2 separate regions of the Hordeum vulgare genome follow, and region 1 is linked to region 2. Evidence: chromatin contacts called from public Hi-C data. All regions are on one chromosome and are shown on one strand. Each heading gives the region's core, a stretch centred on a gene start, on an enhancer-like site or on the middle of the called end of the contact. The rest is flanking DNA. Distances are from core to core; before and after follow the strand shown.

The links. Hi-C and Micro-C count contacts between places; a contact is called where the count stands out from the background.
Region 1: a contact with region 2 is called in a Hi-C map of seedling, with 1.9 times the contacts expected there. The contact joins the promoter of LOC123447319 here to the promoter of LOC123451029 in region 2. A contact is called at or near these places in 2 of 6 Hi-C or Micro-C datasets (leaf and seedling).

The regions. Positions count from the first base shown.
Region 1 is chr4H:13,291,775-13,299,096 of MorexV3_pseudomolecules_assembly, reverse strand. LOC123447319 (suppressor of disruption of TFIIS-like) reads left to right here and starts at 2,099. Exons shown (of 7, transcript XM_045123910.1): 1 at 2,099-2,268; 2 at 2,364-2,527; 3 at 2,633-2,670; 4 at 2,758-2,845; 5 at 2,951-3,184; 6 at 3,477-3,542; 7 at 4,241-4,699. The coding sequence starts at 2,232. The coding sequence ends at 4,432.
Region 2 is chr4H:13,071,890-13,079,471 of MorexV3_pseudomolecules_assembly, reverse strand. It overlaps LOC123451029 (F-box protein At1g55000), which reads left to right and starts at 6,326. Exons shown (of 2, transcript XM_045128047.1): 1 at 6,326-6,852. The coding sequence starts at 6,502.

The DNA.
Region 1 (7,322 bases), core at 850-3,349, 220 kb before region 2:
AGTGCACGGTCCTTTTTTTTTCTATTTCCGACGACGATACAAATTGCAACAAACATCCATTAAATTAAAACCAAATTGAGAGAAAAGAAATTATCGTTAACCACACATGCACACCTTTGGAAAACCTCGTGGGGGGAGAAATAACATATTTCTCATTTTATTCCGAGCGACTGTACATTCAAACGTTTTTTCGTTGTGTGAGCACTAAGACCATCGTCGGCAACACAAATATGACGTCATGTGAAAATATATTGCGTTCAGAGCGTGTGTTATTTTCTATTCTGTTGCAACGCACGAATATTAATTCATCCATCCAAATTACCGTCCGTCGTCAATATTGTGGCATGAGTCTCTTTTCGTATTTTTTTCTATAACATTGTATCCCAAACCGTTTCACTGCCTAAACCTTGTGCATCGACGACATTAATATCGTCATTTTTGAGGGTTCGCGGCTATAAGATGGGGTGAGGGGGGAGCCGGAGTGCGCGTTCATCGAGTCAGTTCGTCGGCGCCGGCGTGTGCGGGGCGAAGATGGCGCAGTGGAGAGAGTGCGTCGCAAGCGCTCGTGTGTGCCGCGCGCGGAAGCGGACGTCCCAAATACATAGCGCGCGATGACGATTCGGACCGCGCGCCCAACTCTATATGCCGCGCGCGCGGTTATTGCGCGTCCGCTGGAGACACTCGCGCTAAAATGGATAAATTAGTGACGGGCGCTTGTTTAGTGCGGCTGTTGGAGATGCTCTAAGGCCAACTCCACTGCGCGACCCCATCCTGTCCGCGCGCGTCCGTTTGGGGCAAAACGGACAAAACAGAAGGCCGAGCGCGCGGGAGCAAACGGGCGTTTGTCCGTTTTGTCTCCGTTTTCGACCCATCCCCGGCCCAACTTTGCGCCGATTTTGGGGTGAAACGGACAGCGCGCGGACAGGCGGGACGCGCGTTCGTCCGCTCGTGGCCTGCCAGTCGGTGGCACAAAGTAAAACCCACCCCGCCCCTTTTGGCGACATTTTGCCCCAAACCCTCCCACTTCCCACCGTCTCCCTCTCTCTCCCCCGTCCATGGCCGACGCCCACCCGAATTCCGGCGGCCCGCCGTCCACCAGCCCGGAATGGCCAAGAAGAAGAAGGCCAAGGCGTCAAGGTAGGCGTGGGCGGAGTGCACGGCGGAGAAAATCGCCAAGTTGAACGCGGAATCGGCGAAGAGGAGAAACCGGGGAGCGGCCGTGAAGGACAACGCCGTCGCGCGCAAGTTCGCCGCCGAGCGCGATGCGACGGATGTCACGCGGCGCAAGATCGAGGTCGAGGAGAAGGAGGCCATCGTCAACAAAGCACACGCCCTCCTCATGCTTGGCATTTGTCGTTCGGCCGGTTTCTTTGCAGCGGCCGTCGGCTGGTTGTGTTGTCGGTGAACAAAAATATTCATTTTGAAGGCTGGTTGTGTTGCCGCCCGCTGGTTGTGTTGTCGGTGAACAAAAGTATTCATTTTGGAGGCTGGCTGTGTTGCCGCCCGTTGGTTGTGTTGTCGATGAACAAAAGTATTCATTTTGGAGGCTGTCTGTGTTGCCTGTCGTTGGCTTTGTTGCCGGCGAGGACGTGTAAGCCCTTGACTGTGTTGTCGGCGTGAACTAGGGCCGTTGACATCTGAATCGTTGTTTTTTCAAAGACTGACAAGATAGGGCAAACGGATGCGGCCTAGCTGGATGCGTGGCAAGCGCATCACAAGACAGGGCCGGACACGACCCTTCTCTCCACTCAAATGGACAGAATCCTAACAAAGCGGACGTTCGTTTGGGATCGCGTGATGAAATTGGCCCAAGATGCTCTTAAAACGGTAGACACGGGACGCAGCCGTGAGCCAAGACCGCCCGCCCGCCCGCCGTCCCAATCCATCAGAGGCACTGAGACGCGTGGGAGCTCCGCGACGCGGCCCCCGTGCGAACGCGAGGAACACGAGCCGCTTCCCCGTAACAGACCCGATCGGAAAGCCACCTCACGCACATGCACGCGTGTGTACGCACCAACATTCCCCTGTCATCCACTCTCTCCTTTTCCCCCTTGCGCCCACCTGTTCTGCTCCCGCTCTATTTAAACGCCCCGACCCGCCCCCGTCTTCCCTCGCTCTGCACATCAACCACCCACCCCGACTCTCCTCAAGTCTGAACAGGCTCCTCTGCTCCGTCTTCAAAAGTTCGATCGACCGTTTCCTGCTCCTCGCTCGCAGCTAGCTCTCCGGCCATGGCCTTCAATTCCCCCTTCGACTGCCTCCTCATCGGTAATCAATCAAGCTGACGACATGTACCTTTCTTCTTGGTTCCGACGATCACCATCTGATGAGTTCCTCTGCTCTGCTCCGTGAACTGAATCAAGACCTCGACGACACGCTGTACCCGGGCAACACCGGCATTGGCCCGGCGCTGAGGCGCAACATCGACGAGTTCCTTGTGGCCAGGTTCGGCCTCGCCGCCGACAAGGCCGCCGCGCTCCGCGCCGACCTCTTCCGCTCCCACGGCAGCACCCTCGCCGGCCTCATCGTACGTTTTCTTCTCTTCAAACCCAAAACGCACACGCCAACTTTGCCTTCTCTTTTCTCACGTGTTCGTGTCTGTCTTCCGTCCGCCCGTCGTCAACTTCCGCAGGCGCTCGGCCACGACGTGCACCCCGACGAGTACCACAGGTCGGCACGCTACAGCAACACCCACCTTGTCTTTCTCCAACTTGTCAAACTAATCGACGGCACGTCTAACCATGGATTGATTTGCAGCTACGTGCACGGGAGGCTGCCCTACGACGTGATCGCCGCCGACCCGCAGCTCGCCGCCGCGCTCCAGAGCATGCCCCAGCGCAAGATCGTAAGCACATTACCATCTCTCTCTCTCTCTCGATCGAGCATCAACGGATGATCATCCGACTGAACGAGCAAAATTGATTTATGTTCGCCGCGTGCGTGCGTGCAGCTGTTCACCAACTCGGACCGCGCCCACATGAGGAGGTCGCTGGAGCGGCTGGGCCTCGACGAGGCCCTCTTCGACGACGTCGTGTGCTTCGAGACCATGAACCCGCACCTCTTCGGTGAGGAGGCGGCGGAGGACGACGCCGCCGACGTCGACTGCCCCGCCGTCGTCCTGAAACCGTCCGTCCACGCCTTCGCCACCGCCCTGCGCGTCGCCGGCACAAACCCACGTCGAACGGTAACCATCTGCTGATTTTTTAAGAACGTATCGCAGTAGAAATCAACGCGCATAGCCTCATCTGCTTATAATAATGTAACGAACTGAACCCGATGGACGGAAAGTGACACCGGAGGTAACACAAGCCACCAGCTTTAAAAAACCATTAGCAGCTAATCAAGCCCTTATCAGCAATTATCTTTCGATGAAAGCAAAGCTTATGATAGTACTATATTACTTGTCATCGTCGCGTGCTTGGTTTGTGTTCTTGCCTGATCATCACAAAACTAATAGGTGGATCTCTGTGTGTCAGCTCTTCCTCGACGACAACGAGAGGAACATCGCGTCGGGAAAAGCTCTCGGCCTCCGCACAGCCCTGGTAAATGAACTATCTAATTCATCTCGACCGACCTAATTTAATACTGTAATTCATATCGAAAGCACATGCATATTCTCTTCATCTTTCCTCGACAGTTTATTAGGCTTGCGTGTGAAGGGTCCGTGCTCGATGATTCACAAGCCACAGTAATCAATCTAGAACAGAGGAAACTTGACGCAATTTGCGCAAAACTGATTAGATAGCAGCCAACTAAACGACGCTGAACTGAAGGTTCCGTGGCGCCGAGTCAGTTCCCAGTCGCGTTGCTGTCCTTCGTTGTTGGATGGGTAAAATTAGGTCGGCCGATCAGTCCATCGATCAGGTGGCCGGTGCGCGCTGATTAAGATAGATAGAGACGCCATTATTCCATGTACGAGCAGCTTGGTTTCCAATTAGGCCATCTGGGTTCACATCATTGGGTGGTATTATGGCGAGCGATTAGCCTGATTCTGCACATGCAAGCCTTGGTTTGTGGCTGTCATTGCCCCCAAAGAATGTGGTGGAAGAAACGGGACAAGGAAAAAAGATCTCCCGACGGAATGTGCCATCTTCCATTCCGTCAGCAATCGCTGGCCCATCGCATCAATCAGATAGCGTTTCCTTTGTCGCCGGTCGATTACGTGGCCGTCCAGCATTCTGTACAGATGAAATCGCCGTCGTCATCAAAGGACCATCGTCTGATCGAGTAGTGTTTGCAGGTTGGCAAGAGGGTGAGGAGCAAGGAGGCGGACTATGCGCTGGAGACCATCGGCGGCCTCCGGCGAGCCATCCCGGAGATCTGGGGCGGCGCGGCCGACGGCGAGCTGCAGCCCGACCACAACGTGGAGAGGAACAAGAGCATGAGGGCCGAGCTGGACGCCGTCATCCAGCCCACGTCCATCCAGGCATGATCGACCCACTGATCGATCGATCGCGTCCAGCTCCAATCCAGACGCTACCTGTCCATAATGCAGCGTCGCTAATAAGGCTCCCCTCCTGTATGTATGTGATGTTGTGATCAATCTGATTAAGTCCTGATGCTTAATTATGCGTGTGTACAGTCGATATGCATGTACAGTAGTGGTACCTACCAGCTGACAAACAGAATAAAAGGCATGTATGATTCTGATCAGCACCGTGTTGCAAAGCAAATTAAGCAAAGCAGCTCAATTGCAGTACATGTGCTACGTGCGCTATTATGTTACTTGCTTCTTTACATGATCTATCTATCTATATATATATCTAATCTATCTATCCGTTTGATGTTGCTTGTCGCTTTCGATCAAAGTATTTGATCCTTTGACACCCCACAATCCCTTCCAATGCCCTTTGATCCATACCAAACCGAACAAGGCCTAATGAATAAGATACCTTCAAGCTTAAAAGAAGATGTATTCGCATATCACAAGCAACCATACGCTAGTGAACGGATGAAGTGGACAGCAGTTACAAGCATTCACATAGTGGGAATTTTTCATGTCACCGTTCAGAGCGAAGATTTGATCAAGAAAAGAAGGAGATTCTTTTTCTCAAATAGGTGTGTCGACGTGTCGTGCTCTGTAATGTACCATCACATGCTGTTCTATTATCCATGGTGGCTTAATTTTACGATGCGGTGACATACTGACGCGGACAGGTTTGTACAATTCTTCTTGAATTCTATCTTCCGCCTCATTTTTACATTAATGTACCGAATGATATCTTTTGTATTTTCTTTTGTCAGAGTTGTCGTCGTCGCGGTTCCCTGGACGCCTTTTGGTTGTCGTAGCTGCTTGCATCAACGTTCCGGAGTTTCAATTAAGCCACTCAACATCCAATTGCTACATGTTTATCTTCTAGTTTTAAACTTAAGATAAACGAAAAAAAAACATTTTAACAAGCAAAATATGTACTCCCACCGATCCAAATCAATTGACACGAACTTAGTACAACTTTGTAACTGAACATACTCAATTAATGTGGATCAGAGGGAATAGTATAAATCACCACAAAAAAATAAAAAATAAACATTTTTGTGGGACATTTTGATCGTGTAGCCACACTCAAAATTCCCCCGAGAAAAAAAAACATACATGGTGGTTTGGGAGAACAACAAGATCTTTTTCTGCGAGAAAAAAGGCTTTGTTTTGACCACCTAATTTTATTTTTTGTCTAGATCACCACACATCTTTTCTTTTGCGAGGTACCACACATCTTTTGAATTCATGAACAATTGGAAATCAATTAGAGCAGACGAACATGTTCATCGTTAAATATGTTAGATTTTCTTACCTTTTCCTTTCAATTTCACAGTTGATGAGAGAGCGCAACTCACATTTGAATTGCCTCTTGAGATATTAAAAGAAATCATCGATGCTCATGCCCAATCGTTTGTCACTTTGATGACATATAAGGCTGAAAAGACGGGTTCTAAACAAAATGTAAAAATGTGTCTCAGTTTTCAAATTAGAGAGCGAAATGTGGTGATTTTTCTTTCACACCAAGCTAATATTTCCAGAATGCTAAAACAGACGAGTAGCAAAAAGGTACCCCCAAAAAAAGTGTAGCAAAAACATGAAATACACTGGAATCTTTGAGCCGAAAGATGAAAGGTTCTGTCATTTTCGCTTTTCCTTCATCCAATCTTATATACTCCCTCCATCACAGTTCGAAGGCGTGTTTGGAAATTCTCTGAAACCTATTCGTACTACGCATGCATATATAAGTAGTACAACAGAGTAGTAATTAACTGGTAGGAGTAAATTTAATGCATCCTAAATCTTGTCTATTATGAAAATGCACGTAAATTTAACCGTGCCTTCTAAACTGTGATGGAGGTAATATGTACCCGGATAGAGACATTATATTTTACGGAGAGACTGGACCGAGACTGATCGAGAACGCTTTCCTACCAGCTATACTGACTTTTTTCAGAAGAAGTATATTAGTAGTACTTTTCTGTACGGAGGAAAACTTTTGAAACCTGAGTGTATATACATCATATGTAAAAAAATAGCAATTTAATAAAATATCAAAAAAATCTAAAAATATTTTTAAAATAAACTTGACCTTTCATTGTACCCGACAAAAAAAATATAAAAAGAAAATTACACTTTAACTTCTTTTAAAAAAACAATTTTTCGATCAAAATAGTGGAATAGTGACCTATAATATCAAATATTTTTTGTCTTATTTGTCCAGATGTGAATGTTGAATTTCTTCATGAAAATTTATATACTAGTGCAAAACAAATTCAAGTTTAATCTAAAAATATTTTAAAAACTATTTTGACTTTTTTTTTTCATATAAGGTGCATATACAACCAAGAACGAAAGTGTATTTCCCTTCTCTATACCAGATATTAATGATACTCGTTCATTCGTTCGTCCTGAAAAAATATGATCGCCCTCCGGTGACCCTTCCGCGGGCGACAAAGAAGGCCATCAGATGTCGCGACCCCCGGTCCTCCTCATCCTTCTCTCACCTCGCTGCCGTCTAGGCGCGCTGGCGGGTGAAGCCCGGATGGCTCGCTCATCCCGACGATGATGATGACCAAGGTCACCGCTCTCCTCCTTGCAGGCACCGTCGAGGTCCCTTTCCTACACCCTGATCCCATGTCCGGATGAAGACCCAAAATCTCCTCAGATAGAGCGGCGGCGGCACTACATGTGTCGTGCCCTTCTTGGAAGCGCAGGGTGGGGTGTTCGGATGCTCGGTTAGAGGAATTGTAGGCGGAGGGAACGAGACCAGTGGCAGCGGGTGGTTTTCACGAAGGACGAGCTGCGTGGCATCTGGCACGTCTACGATGGCTGGTCTCGACGG
Region 2 (7,582 bases), core at 5,077-7,576:
CTAATTTAATCAACCCCCGGGCCAGTGCTCCTCATGAGTGTTGGTCCACCCACCTAGCAGTTGGCGGTGCCACCACGGGGCAACTCGAGGTTTGGTTCCCGTCCACTTTGCATAGACGGTGTGTCCTGAGAACGAGATACACGGCTCCTGTCGGGTTCGTCGACACACCGGGTGGCCTTGCTGGATTAGTTTTACCTTTGACGAGATATCTTGTGCATCGGGATTCCGTGATGCTTTGAGTAATCTTAGAGTTGAGGTTTTCCACTAGGGAATCCGACGAGATCGCGAGCTTCATGATTGAGGATTTCTATGCGGCTTGTGGTAATTTGTGATGGACTAGTTGGAGCACCCCTGCAGGGTTAAATCTTTCGGAAAGCCGTGCCCGCGGTTATGTGGCAACGTGGATACTTTGTTTAACACTGGTTCTAGATAACTTGAAGTTAAATTAATTAAAACTTGCCAACTGTGTGCGTAACCGTGACTGTCTCTTTCGTGAGCCCCTGCTCCGATCGAGGACACGGTGGGGTTATGTCTGACGTAGGTAGGTGTTCAGGATCATTCATTTGATCATCAGTAGTTCACGTCCGTTATGCGTAGATCTTTCCCCTCTTATTTCTTGTACTCGTAAGTTTAGCCACCAAATATATGCTTAGCCGCTGCTGCAACCTCACCACTTAACCTTGCCTCACCCATTAAGCTTTGCTAGTCTTGATACCTTTGGAAATGAGATTGCTGAGTCCCCTGTGGCTCACAGATTACTACAACACCAGTTGCAGGTACAGGTAAAGGTCACTTGACGCGAACGCGTTGATTGTTCATTTGGAGTTGCTTCTTCTTCTTCTTCATCGATTTAGGATGGGTTCCAGGCCGGCAGCCTGGGATAGCAAGGATGGACGTCGTTTCATTTTCTCGTTTGTTTTCGTCCGTAGTCCGACCCTGCTCTTCTTTATGATGTTTATGTAATGTACTGCTGTGACTCTGATGTAGCTTGTGGCGAGTGTAAGCCAACTCTCTTTATATATCTCTTCTTTTCAGTACATGTACTTGTAACGATATCCATTCTTGCGACACGACGAGATGCGCTTCTATCCCTGACGAGGCCTTCGTGCCAAATTGAGAATAGGGTCGCATCTTGGGCGTGACACAAGACTCTTCATATTTTAGTATGGATTTTGAACAAACAACTTCAAATTTGAACATTAAATTGTGCAACTAAAGCTCATTTTTGTCTTTGTGTGGCCGAAACACCCACCTCTCACACGTGATGATCTTGGCTCGAGGTATAGTAGTATCTTGATGGATCCGTCCATGCATAACCTTTTTACCCAACACCTACGAAAAATAGTAGGCACGATAGAAAAAACATATTAAAAGAGAAGATGAGAAAAATTGATGATGGAAAAGCGAGATCAAGAAAAGAATGAAGATAAGGATCATAAAATCACAAGCTTAATCACTTGTACCCAGAAATCCATCTCCACATGACTAATCATGTGACAAACAAGCAGTAGGCCAGTAGCCACAAATCCATGAGACATGCGTAATCATTAGGAGGCACAAAATCCACTTGTGCATGAAAAAATCTCAGCTCAAAATGAACAGTATATTGTATACGCATCAGAAAGAATATAATAGGAAATCTAGAGCACATCATGCAGTCAATTATGCTACACACCGCACGCCCCTTCTTGGGACCCATATTTGTTTTGGTTTGATGCTAAGATGGATAGGCTATCGACAGTTGGTTGTTTGCCGTTATTCTCTTTCCAGCGATTTTGGCCATGCATCGTCTGTCTAAGTCTCCATCTCTCTCTTTCCACGCAAAATCCCTTCCTACCTTAGATCTGTGTCGCTTGGAGGCACTCGAGGTAACTGCGCAAGTGCGGAGGCCGGCGACCGGCGACCAGCGCAGCCAAGGTAGCAAGGCAAGCTCTTGCCTCTCCAGGAGCTCGATTTCGATGAGACTCACAAGCGAGGGAGCGAGGAGATCTCGATTCTCCGCGGGCGAGCTCAGTGGTGTGGAGTCGCACCAATGATCTTTTTTTTTAAGATTTCAGGACTGCCTGACCTACAGCCAATGGGGAGGAAGAGGAGCGCGGCTGAACGCGCAATTGCCTGGGGAGCACAGGCGATTTCGGTAGGGAGGAGTTTCGAGGCTTGATATATTGACTGGTGTTAATTTATATAGTCATGGATCGGACCGTGATGCTTCGAGGCTCCTGCAGAGTCCTTGTCCGAAACCGGTCAAGCGAGGCGAGATCATGCGGAGAACGACGCTCGTTTTTAATTATTATTAGGTGCGCTTGGGTCGGGTGCGCTTGAGTCGTTCATGAACAAAACGGTTTTGAACTGCGGGTTGAATAACAAAAATTACAAGGTTTTTTTTATAAAAATAACGTGGTGGGTTTTCCGACGGAAGCAATAGCCGTTTTATTATTACTAGCAAAAGGACTCATGCGTTGCAACGGGAGAAAGAAATACCACACGCTCTTAATTTATAAAAAAATGGTCTATAATCTGAGAATTTACAGTTACGACACAAACAAAGATGGTCTTATCCTACAAAAATGCAGTTCAAAATTTCACAGGTCTTCTATTTTAACACGGCTTGCACGTAGATTTAATACGTACAAAGAATCAGTCAAGTGGCCTTCAGTTTCATCTCCAATCCTGATTTTGTTGACGTGTTCATCCCCAACCCGGATGAGTACTGGTATGAAAGAAAGACGAATAATGACTTATTTATTACACCCTAGATAGTATTTTTATTGAACGTTTAACAGATAAAATAATATCATATTTAAATTCTACATATTTTTCTAATCAAATTCCATATGTAATATGTTAAATTTGAAGTTACGTTTAAAAGATATAAGTATTTTAAAAAACATTTAATATATACTACGAGTTTAATATCATAAATAGCAAGGTTTTTTTTGTGAAATCACTTTGGTGGGTTTTCCGACGAAAGCGATAGCCTCTTTATTATTAGGTAAAGATATATAATAGATATATATTAGGTAGTAGGTATAGATATAGATATAGATTGTTTTTGCGGGACGGCCATTTACCTCTAGAGATGCTCTAACAACGTCACGTGAGGTGGCATTCCCAAATATAGGAGTGTTTCTCTTGTAGAGACTGGTTCTGGACCTCAGGTACCAACTTCATCTCATCTCATCTTCATCACTTCACATTCGGAGGTGAGGATGAGATTTGAGCTATTTAATTTGTAAAAACGAAGCCATTGCATCGGTAGACATCAATCGACGGACCAAGGAGAAGGGTACCAGCTAGCTAGTAGATGGAGACGGAGAATTGAAGGCCATGGCGGTGGTACCACCACCAGCACAGCACAGTAGACAGTAGTTCCAACAGGCCAACAGCCGGGGCCGGGGGCAACCACCGCCAACCGATCTGCCCGACAGGATCAACGCCCCACCGGTCGACGGCGAACAGCAGGTCCTATCTGTGGCAAGGACGGCGAGCAGCGCTGGCCTGTCCGGCGCCGGCAGCGACGTAGGTGGGCATGGCCGCCCCGAAAACGACCCCGCGCTGGACGAAGGAAGGCCCCGCCCCCATTCAATTCAGACGCTGATTGAATGAAGTATCATCGGCGTCAGTCCCAACTTGGAACAGGCCATGAACATGCAGCTAGCTGCCTTCAATTGATTGTTTCCATCTTGGATTGGACGTGCCGGCTTCCCAGCCTAGGGGTATCAGATCGGATCACATATCAGTCATTGCTAAATCTGCTCACACATGCTAGCTAGCAGTATCTCCCTTCTCCGCTCTATCAATTTGCCGCTTCATTTAAGGCTGGAGAACGCAAAGAAAAAAAATGGCCGACGATAAAACAGGAGAAAGAAAAACTATAGCTGGTACGTAAGAGCAACTCTAGCGGACAACCTAATTGTATATATACCGCTAAACAACCCAAATGTTAAATTTAACTGGAAAAAAAAATCTTCAATGAAACTACTCCCTCCCTTGGTAAATATAAGTCTTTTAAAAGATTACAATACAGACTACATAAGAATGTATATAAGTCTTTTTAAAATATAGGTTCATTCATTTTGCTTTGTATATACTCTTTAATTTTTTTTAAATGATTTATATTTAGAAACTGGGATAGTAAGCACTAGCTAGATCCGTTTCACCCATGACGCTTCCCCTTAGCCACGCCGCAGTCCCACCCCTCGTCGCTTTCTTCTTCCTCAGCGACGCCAGATTCAACCACATTTGTTGTCGCCATAAAGGTTTAATTCGTCGCTGAAGAGCATCGATATGGCCAAAAACGAAGCCGCATGAGGTTGTGGAAGCGGAAGGAGTCCCACAAGTGTGCCTTCGCCGGCAAACGGCGTCAGAATGGTCCTTCTTCACAGTCACTTTGGTCGGGTCGGTAATGAGCGTGCGCACTCCAACGAATCAACGCATTGCAGCAATGGATCCATTGTTCTCATTGTTCAACGTTGGCAGCGTTGCCACTCGAAATCCGACGAGCTCCCCCCTCCACCCCTGGCGTCGTGGTTGCAGGTGCCCCGTTGCTCATATAAAATGCCCAAAATTGTAAAATATTAACCAGCAAGTCCACCTATAACTGATAAAACAAGTTTCACACAGGAGAATCCCCCGCCTGGGTCGGCCCATGCAGTAGGGACCTCCTATACTACGCTTTTCGCGATGTGAGAAAACACATAACACCTGTTTGGGCCGGCCCATGTCTGGGCGTCCTGTTTTTAAATTTTATTTTTGCAATTTTTCTTTAAATAATTTGGGACTTCCAAAATTTTCATGAAGTCAAATATTTCTGGATTCAAATAAAGCTCATGATTTTATAAAAAATATTTCCTTATTCAAACCATGTTTGAAATTTTGGAAATTCATATTTTTTTCATGGTTTTTAAAAAGTGTGTGTATTAGAAAGTATTAATGAAACTGAACAAAGTTTTCCCAATTCAGAAAATGTTCATGAATGGAAAAATATCCAAAAAATTAAAAAACTGTTCGTGACCTACAAAATAGTTTATTCAGCCATAGAATGTTTGCTGATTCAAAAAAGATCATGCATTTCAAAAAATATTCATGAATTTCAAACATTGTGCCAGAAATTTTCAGAACAATGTTTGTCTATTCTAGAAATGTTTGTCGATTCAAAGAAATGTTTACAAAACGTTCATGGTTTAAAGCAAATGTTTGCAAATAGTAGAAAATGTTCATGAAGTCAAATATGTTCATGATTTCATATATGTTCACGAGTTAAAAAATGTTTATGATTTCATGAAATTGCGAGTAATAGTGTATATGAATTTTTTTCTCCCGTTTCAACTCATGGAACGTTCGTAAATTTTAAAAATTGTTCCATCAAGTTCCAAAAAATTGTTCGTCAATTCTAGAAATGTTCGCTCATTCATGAAAATTGTGTAGATTTTTTTCACAATAATTAAAAAGTGTTTGCAAATATTATAAAATGTCCATGAATTCAAAAAATGTTATTGACTCTAGAAATAGTTCGAAAAATAGTATAATTATTCACGAATATGAAAAATGTTAATGATTTCAAGTTTTAAAAAAGTTCATGATTCACGAAACTAAGAGTTTTTGTTTTCAAGAGTATGTCAATGACGTATCATATTTTTATATAAGAGATCAAAATATTTATAAGAATCCTACGGTCAATGTGAAAATCAACCATAAGTACACCTACTCCCACCGATACAACTGAGTCACTGTCTCACAAATCTATTTAGACCACCTACACCGACTGCTGCTCGTCTTCAATCATAAAATTCCTCAAGGATCCACCTGGCTAGCTTTCTCGGGTCTCTGAATTGCTCCACACGGCTAAAGACTCTAGTGTTCCTTTGCTTTGAAAGCGACCAAATCGCACCAATGACTAAAGAGTCAAAACCTTGCTTGTCATCGCCTTGAAAACCTTTCCGTGCTCTGAGCCACTAGAGTATCCCTACTGCTCGGAGCGGCCATCATTAGTTGCAATGCGTCGAAGCAAGTATGCCAAATCTTTTTCGCATAGACACATTGCACCAAGATATGGTCTATGTTATCCTCTTCCTGCGTGCAAGTGTAACACGAGGAGGGTTCCTCCTACAGGCCATGTCGAGCCCGTCTTTCGAAGGTCCATAATCATGAAACTGAAAGTGATAGTCTATCTGAATGATGCAGCAAAATACGATCATGACCATTGAAGATTATGATATTTTTCGTTGCAACGGACTTTTTAAATTCTTGGAGGACGGGTAATAATACCCGACTTTATCCTGCAGAAAAAGAAAAAGTTAACACAAGGCCTGGCGGAGTTCTGCGGTGCTGTGGTGTGGTGCGGTCCGGGAGTTGTGCACGCACCGCCCCTGAGGACCAACCACATCTCCGTCTCCCCTGCCGACCAGTCAACCACGCCCCGCGCCACCGCACAAGCCGCCTTCTTCCCCCTCGTCCAATCCATCCACCCGCGCGATCCTCCTCCTCCTCCTCCCGGTCGCCATGACCAGCCGCGCCGGAGACCGCGCCCTCCCGGACAAACCCGATCCGGAGGAGCCGTCCCCGATGGGCGGCGGCGACTTCCCGGCCGACCTCCTGCGGGCGGTCCTGCACCGGCTCCCGCCCGCGGACGTCGCGCGGGCGGCCTGCGTCTGCCGCCTCTGGCGCGCCGTCGCCTCCGACCGCGCCGTGCTGGAGGCCGCCTTCCGCGCGCCATGGGGCGTGCGCCGCGTCCTCGGCGACCCGGCCACCAGGGCCTTCTGGCGCGCCGCATCCCTCGCCCGCTTCGCGCTCTCGCACACCGTCCGGCGCGGGGACACCGTCCCCGGCGTCGCGCTCAAGTACTCCGTCCAGGTATCATCTCTCGCTCTCTGTCCATCCATCCTCCCCGTCTGCAGCTTATTATTCAGGTATTGATTTTAGCTGAATCGTGATGTGTGTTCGCTCTGCTACCTGAGGCAACAGCGACACCAACCCATACTGAAATTGGCAGATTCCGCGGTAGCATCGAATCCCATAGTATTGAAATACTGCAAGATGTCTGACGCGAGAGATTGTCTAACAGATAATCTAATGTTATTGGATACCATGGAAGCTCACTGTCGCAGGACTCACCACGCTGTCGTTAGCATAGCTCATCATGTTTTAACCGTTGGCTATCTGATAATGCTCATGATACAATGTTTGATGATAGATACGCTGCTTCCATGATATGCCTGTCAGTACTCTTTGCTCAGCTGCATCAATTAAAATGTTGAGTGTTCTAAACTTCTAATTGATACTAAGGCTGTAGTGGCTCACTTTGTTAGGTCTCAAAGTAATTGAGTTAGCTCTCGACGTTTGGTTTCCATAATGTCGCCACAATTGATAGTAAGGCTGTAGAGTGCCCATGCACCTTCAGCTAATAACCCTTTTTAAGTTCACTGCCGCTGATATAGAATTAATCCGAAACATTGACCACACGGAGTTTCAAACTTGTTGGACTAGTTTTATTGACAAAGTTGTTGATGCAACTCAAATTTGAAAGCAATTGGTATCCTCAGTTACTTCATTTGTGAGTGGCTGAATGCTGGTAATTTGTATC